Regions from separate parts of the Xenopus tropicalis genome. Here region 2 is linked to region 1. The links are chromatin contacts, called in public Hi-C maps. All regions are on one chromosome and are shown on one strand. Each heading gives the region's core, a stretch centred on a gene start, on an enhancer-like site or on the middle of the called end of the contact. The rest is flanking DNA. Distances are from core to core; before and after follow the strand shown.

Evidence for each region. Hi-C and Micro-C count contacts between places; a contact is called where the count stands out from the background.
Region 2: a contact with region 1 is called in a Hi-C map of liver, with 3 times the contacts expected there. The contact joins two enhancer-like sites. A contact is called at or near these places in 3 of 5 Hi-C or Micro-C datasets (brain, liver and neurula embryo).

Annotation. Positions count from the first base shown.
Region 1 is chr3:58,546,405-58,550,198 of UCB_Xtro_10.0, reverse strand. No RefSeq gene overlaps it. Among named protein-coding and RNA genes, the nearest start is that of ifng, 38 kb to the left of the region's middle. Within about 2 kb of position 1,863, at least 2 of the 11 cell types and tissues checked have an H3K27ac peak or open chromatin away from gene starts, as enhancers often do. A contact at or near this core is called in liver, where this site is marked.
Region 2 is chr3:58,663,669-58,667,462 of UCB_Xtro_10.0, reverse strand. It overlaps mdm1 (Mdm1 nuclear protein), which reads left to right. Exons shown (of 14, transcript NM_001130267.1): 9 at 96-359; 10 at 3,330-3,478. Among named protein-coding and RNA genes, the nearest start is that of mdm1, 18 kb to the left of the region's middle. Within about 2 kb of position 2,047, at least 1 of the 11 cell types and tissues checked has an H3K27ac peak or open chromatin away from gene starts, as enhancers often do. A contact at or near this core is called in liver, where this site is marked.

The DNA of each region.
Region 1 (3,794 bases), core at 614-3,113:
TCAAAATGATTTTTGATATTTAATGTTGCCATCTACACTCTACATAAGAGTTGCAGACCTTCTGTATATGCAGCACTGGCAGCACTTGAGGGCATTGGATACATATATTATGTGAGAGATACAAGCAGTAAGAACACGGTTTGGTGTATTTTCCACCATTGTTAAAGGTGGGTTACATGTAGCACCAGGGAAAATTCCTGGTTTAGCAGCAGCTAATGCTGTATTCATGCAAGCGGATTAGAAAAAGCCGAATAGGTGAGTCCTGGAGTAAATGGAGGGTTAATAGGATAGGTCCTCCATTCCATACTCCAGTTAGTGTTTTGATTTGGCCACCTGTAGGTAGCTGCCTGATTAGGCTGCAGGTGAGCAGCACATGAAAGAGCTGTGGGATTACACAACATGGGAAGGTGATTGGTGATTGAGGTTGGGGACTCAGAGAGATGGGTTCACTCTCAGAGCAGGGCACAGGGCAGGAAGGCTGGCTGTTAGGAACTCCCAGAGGGGCTGGGGGTGCCACCTGCCACTGCAAGGAGCAGAGGGAGCGGTAACCAAGTGAGGAGTCACCCAGAGAAGTGCCAGGAGTCACAGAGAAAGGTCTCAGAGTGGGGCACAGAGCAGGAAGGTTGCCGGACTGTGTGAGGGGCTGGGGTGCTGCCTGCTACTGCAAGGAGCAGAGGGAGCCGTGACGTGTTAAGTAACCAAGTGAAGGGTCATCCAGAGAAAAGGTCCTTCAGAGCAGCGCACAGCGCAGGAAGGCTGTCTGCCTCCGTTAGGAAGTCCCAGAGATGCTGGGGGTGCTGCCTGCCACTGCAAGGAGCAGAGGGAGCCGTGACAAAGTGTTTGAATTCCGGAACATTGAGGCTTGGTGAGAAGCCTAAGTGTGGCAGAAATGGTATCCCAGGAAGGGAGGGCTGAGTGAGTAGCCCAGAGTGTTCACTTGTGTGAGAGTCACCGTGGATGTGTGAAAGCCATTGGGGGTGGTGAGAGCCATGAAGCAGGGACAAATCATCACCATGTTTGATGAACTGTTTATGAACTGACTGTTACGTTTATGTTGGGAGGAGTTTACCCAAAATAAACTTTGAGGAAAAAAAGTGATGTTGCATGTGGTGTCCCTGTCTCTTATGCTCCTGATCCTCTCCATGCCTGCTTACCTTCAATATCCTTGAGTACTGTTTTCATTTGTAATTCAGCCCATGAAAGAATAGCACCACCCTCAGCCCAGCATGGAAAGTCTTTTAGCTTTTTGTCCCCTTCAAAAAGAGCAGGAGCAGCTGGGCTGGTGTGGCTTGCAGGGACTTTTGGGCAGAAAAATGTTGGCGCCTTAACACACATAACTGGCACGTTCCTATTGATTTTGATGGGAATGTGTCAGTATAGCTTTAAATACAAAACTGCCTCAACTCTATAAGCACTTTTCTGTGCACCTTGTGCCAGATTTTTAACTGTAAAAGGATTTCTGAATATGGTGTGTTGCTGGGACAGAGCAGATTAGTGCGTGACCAAAAAATGTCCAATAGTTTAAATAAACAGTGGTAAAAGTGTTATACCAAAAAAGACCCTAGCCTTGAAAACACCATGGAACTCTACTTGATTGTAGGCTAGCAGGTAAGCGCCATAGTACCAAGTGTGTAAGATGGAACATGTAGCCAATGCAGGGCTGCTATCAGGATGTTATGGATGGTACTATAGTCAGGGGCAGCATGGGTGAGGGAACACAGCCCATCATCCAGGGCACCCAGGTGGCTAGTATGGTATTAAATAGCCCCATGAGTACTGATGACAGCTCTGGGCCAGTGAATTAAGGATAGCACCATAGTCATTGTTACACACCCCAGGTTGCATTTGTGTAGGAAATTATTGTGGTCAAACAAGGAAGTTAATGGTGCACTTCTCTGCCTTTCGTGTGTGTGTCAGGCTAATAATATCTCAGTATCTAAATGAGGTGCACAGAAAAAACTATCCTATCAACCTTATGAAAAATTCCATTTCTGCTGTGAAGAAGAGAGATGTTTCAGAATGACATGATCTGTGAAATAAATGTCTTTTAAGTATACTAGCTACTTTAAAGATGTATACATTCTGTGGTTGTTTTGCTGGTTTTTTGCATCAGCAATCCTCCTCCATCTGAAACACAAGCTTTTTTTGTTTTAATACAGCAAAAAGTGCTGTTGGACTTGAAGCTATTTACACTGTGGCATCTGTCTGCACACTCAAACAGCTGTTTAACTAGACTGGTGATTCCACTCTATTTTAGGCTGGTCATTGAGCATATTGGTGTGGGGAAACAGCAGATATTGCATTCTTTTAAATGTCATTGAAGTGGGATGTGTTACATTTCCACTTACACTACATAGACTAAAAGGTTTTGTAACCACCTACGCAGTAAACACGCCCAAGCTATTCATATTTAATACTACCAATACACCCAAGTTCCAAATGTTTTCCATTCACCTTTTGTTTTCAATATGAGACACTAATTATTGACAGACATGGTGCACTACACCATTTTGTATATCCCAAACGCACCTTGTTTCTCTGTGTTTGCTTCTACTGCTGACAAGGGGTCTTCAGATACAAAGAATCTGGAATCAGATACAAAGATTTGCCCTGACAGTGAATCTAATGTGCCACAAAGCAAACAAATGTATGGATTCATTAAATGGTTTTAGATTTTAGTGGACACTGCCTTCCCTTTGTGCATACATTAAGGGAATAAGGTTATCGCTACACCATTAGCTGGAAAATACTTTTCAAGGGATTATATATAGAAGGAAAATTGAATGTTACATAGTTACATAGTTACATAGTTACATAGGGTTGAAAAAAGACCTGTGTCCATCAAGTTCAACCCATCCAAGTAAATCCAGCACATCTAACCCACACCTACCAATCTATACACTCACATACATAAACTATAAATACAACCACTAGTACTAACTGTAGATATTAGTATCACAATAGCCTTGGATATTCTGATTGATCAAGAACTCATCCAGGCCCCTCTTAAAGGCATTAACAGAATCTGCCATTACCACATCACTAGGAAGGGCATTCCATAACCTCACTGCCCTCACCGTGAAAAACCACCTACGCTGCTTCAAATGGAAACTCCTTTCCTCTAATCTAAAGGGGTGACCTCTGGTGCGTTGATTGTTTTTATGGGAAAAAAGAACATCCCCCAACTGCCTATAATCCCCTCTAATGTACTTGTACAGAGTAATCATGTCCCCTCGCAAGCGCCTCTTTTCCAGAGAAAACAACCCCAACCTCGACAGTCTAACCTCATAGTTTAAATCTTCCATCCCCTTAACCAGTTTAGTTGCACGTCTCTGCACTCTCTCCAGCTCATTAATATCCTTCTTAAGGACTGGAGCATAAATATATATTCATATTAAATATATGTTTCTTAGTTTTGGAGGGAGGTAAAGTGGTTTAATTATATTTATATTTAAGCAGGGGAAAAGCTAATATTTTGTTTGATAACAGTGGTAGGAAAACTTTTGGAGGTGGTAATCAGGATGATATTTCAATAAATTTATGTCACAATACTGAAATTTTATACACAATAGATATTGACAAATTAATTTTATTGACTTATATTTGGAGGTGAGCAGACACCTTGGCATTGGGGGGGCAGTGGAAGTGATCTACTTAGATTTTTCTAAAGCATTTGATACTGTACCACACAAATGGTTAGAGGGTAGATTAAGGAAAATTGGCCTGTAACATAATATTTGTACTTAGATAGAGAACTGGCTGAAGGATAGATTCCAAAGAGTGGTGGTAAATGG
Region 2 (3,794 bases), core at 798-3,297, 120 kb before region 1:
TAGAAATGCCATTGATTTTTACTGTAAAATGACCTTTAGTCTCTTGTATAAATATTTGTATTGTTGCTTTAAATCAAGTTTCTTTTGGATTTTAGATTTCAGGCGCATTCGAAGAAGGAAAATGTGCACAAATCCTCCATAGAAGAGAATGAAGATACTGGGACTCTGGGGATTTCTGATGTTCCCACTGTCCCAGTTAGAAGAAGGCTTGTTTGGGATGAAAATAACAATTCAGAACTGGCACAAGAAAGAGCAGCACTGACAGTGGAGGATAAAAATGTGGAAACAACAGATGCTGACGTGGTAGAGGATGCAGAGGAGATGCATGCTATTAGTGAAGAAGTGAAAAGGCCTGATAGGTAGGATTTCAAATAATAATTTCTGTTATTGGAATCTTTCTGACAAACCAGACAAAATGTACAAGTACTAGGGCATCTGGTTAATAGTGACAGTAATATTATCTCATTTATGATCAATGTTTAGCCAAGTCGATAAAAAAAAAAAAAAATCACATGGTTTTTCAGCTTGCTGCTGAATGACATTACTAAAAATGTTTGTTTGGTTTTTTTTCCCCACAAGCTGGCATTTGGCATAAATTAAAAGCTCCCTGTGTTTATTTTTGTCAAAAACCTGTTCATGGAAAAAAATCACTTGCGTTTGTTAAAAAAATGTTATTCAGCAGCAAGCCAGAACATTCGATTGCTGATGTTTTTTCATCAATTAGTTTCCTGAACGCAGATGGGTAAGCGTTATTAAATCTGACCCTATATGTTTGTTCCAAAAAAAGAAACATACATTGGATCAACAAAGACTTTACATGTTTAGAAAGCAAACTTTAGCACCCAAAAATTATTACTTCAGCAGTCAGATTGTGAAAAATACAAAACAATAATGGTTGCTAATTAAATTATATGGTACTTAAATGCTTAAGCAAAATTACTGTGAAACGATATTCCTCATGGAATACACCCTAGGGTACTTTTAGCCAGGCTACATTTTCTGATGTTCTGACTCCCTTTCATCTAGTATGGTACGTATGGACCTGAGGAAAGCTGATTCCAATATTAAAAAAGGGATAACAGTCTTACAAACTGGCGATAACAGGGCTGTAAGTCTGATGTCTGTTGTGGACAAGCTATTTGAATGTTTGCTGAAGGGACACATTCAAGATAATGTTCTGAAAAATGGTATGGTGAAGGACAGATAATATCAGACAAGTATAGTAGTGTTTTATAATGAGTTAAATAAGGAAAAGTTATGATACAGTGCCACATAAATGTCTGATTCTTACGTTAAGGTTTGTTTGTCTTAGCTTAGGTTTGTTTTTACATATATAGAAGATTGGCTTAAAGAAGCTTTCCACTGTTATCTAATGTGCTCCCTTTCTGTTCCCTCCCCACAGGCTGTCTATTTCAGTGAACAGTGTCTCTGATAGTAAAGCTGGCCTATACAATCAGGACAGTGCAGTGGAACTAGCAAACACCATCTTCTGAATCATTGTGTTCTCTTCAAATCAGTTCAGTGACACAGATTTACCTTAGCAGAGCTCTAGAATTACCTTCAACTATGCATGCTCCAGCAAGCCCTGTGTCGCCAAACTGAGTCGAACAAAACATAAAAAATTCAGGTGAAGGTGCCTGCTAGCTTTCTTGACTTAATCCAACTGCGTGTGATTTGTGTTAGTAAATTTTGTGGTGCAGGTATTGTCAGTTGACTCATGGTCGTTGACATTTTCAAAGATTAGCTTCTGAATGCACTGGGTCTCTAAAAGCATAATTTGACATACTGAACTGCTTGTTGGACACCTAAATACTATTGCAATACATTTTAAATATTAAATAGACAGCAGCAGATGCAATAATATACACCTGAACAACCTTACATGCATTATGTGTAACCCATAGGTACATTTCATGATATTTACTATATTTCCATCTGCTACCTTTTTAAAAACCTTTTGTTTTTCCACCAGTCTCAGTATTAGCTTAGCTACTCAGCTATTACTTGTATGTAATTCAGTAGTGCAAGGTGTATGACTCAGCAGGAAGAGGTGAGCTCAACGTTATTTACCACAATACGCAGTGGAACTGCTTTCCTAGCCACAAAATTGGGTGCTTTAGTGAAGTAAGGATTTTTCCCTTGTTCCACCTTTCTTTTATATTAAAAGTTCTGAGTTGTAATAGTAATGCAATAATTATAAAGAGTCTACAAAGATAGGCCTTTGGCATTGGAAGTATTTGTGTAACAGGTCCCTATGACTATGCTGTGCATCAGTCTTTAGCAGTTCTCTGTGGCTTGTGGTTATTATCAAAAATCTATTTTATACAGTTTTTGTTTAGTGCTAAAACTAGGTAAACTCTGGCACATGCCCAGAAGGGTGAATTCAAACTTAAATTAAGTAACAAATACTTACAATGCTTGAAGCATATATATGGTTATATATAACTATAAAGTATATTATGCTCTTTGCTTACCATATATACAATACAGTCATTGAACTGTAGCTATCATAAAAGGCGTAATATCTTTCCAAGACAGAATTAAATTTTAAGTCATGACCCCATCAGGCTCAACCATGCCTGTCCACCAATCCCTGCACTCTTTGCTGCTTGGTTGCCCCCTTTTTTCCAGAACCAGGACAGTCCTTGCTTAACAGAGACAGTTAGGAAGGTGTTGTGAGTTTACTCCTATGTCTCAAATTATATGATTGCAGTCTTCTGTAGTGGAGTGACCTATTGCAATTATACTGGGTTCATTAACTGCATCATTTCAATGATAGCTAATATGAGAATTGCATGGTGCTGAGGACTACAGGAGGACCAGTTACAGAGCCTCTATGTACAAGTATGGGACCCATTATCCAGAATGCTCTGGACCTGGGGTTCTGGGGTTCTCCAGATAAGGGGTCCTTACGTAATTCGGATCTCCTACCTTAACTCTATTAAAGAAATCATTTAAACATTAAATAAACCCAATAGGTTTGTTTTGGCTCCGATAAGGATTAATTATATCTTAGTTGGGATCAAGTACAAGATACTGTTTTATTATTACAGAGAATAAGGAAATCATTTTTTAAAAATGTGAATTATTTAATTAAAATGGAGTCTATGGGAGATGGCCTTTTTGTAATTTGGAACTTTCTGGATAATGGGTTTCTGGATAAGGGGTCTGATACCTGTAGTTGACTCTAGTAAAGATTCTTAGAAATGTCTGTTCTTTGCATTTATTTATGTAATGATTTGTAATAATGTTGGTAATTGGTTGTATGTTACTTTTTCATTTGTTCTTCATTTCATGTTTTTTCACCTTTTTTTTTTTTGTCATTACAGACTGCATAGTACAACAACAAATCCTTCAGTGGATGGGCTAGAATGCATCTCATTGCCTTCAGAGGAAGGTGGCCGTTTACCCACTCCAAAACTGAAAGAATTTGGATTATCACAGAGGACTCATCATGATCGCACCACACCATCCACAGGTATTGTAAAACAGAATGGCATAATGTACAAGAGAAGAAGGTTACAAGTAGAGACCTATATTACCTTGACATGGTACAAGGTACTGTTTTATTAAAGTGATACTGGCACACAAAAATCTACGTTTTAAACTATGAATCTACTTAAAAAGTTACCTATAGGTCATGTTGATCATTTTTTGCTCATAGTGCTGCTTTTGTAAGCAATTGTTACTTGAAGTTTCTAAACCTGACTGTCCCTTCCCAACCTGTCAGTTATAGCTTCTAATGCTAACGGACTCCTGCTGCACAAATATGGCAGCCCCCTCATAAAGAAAAA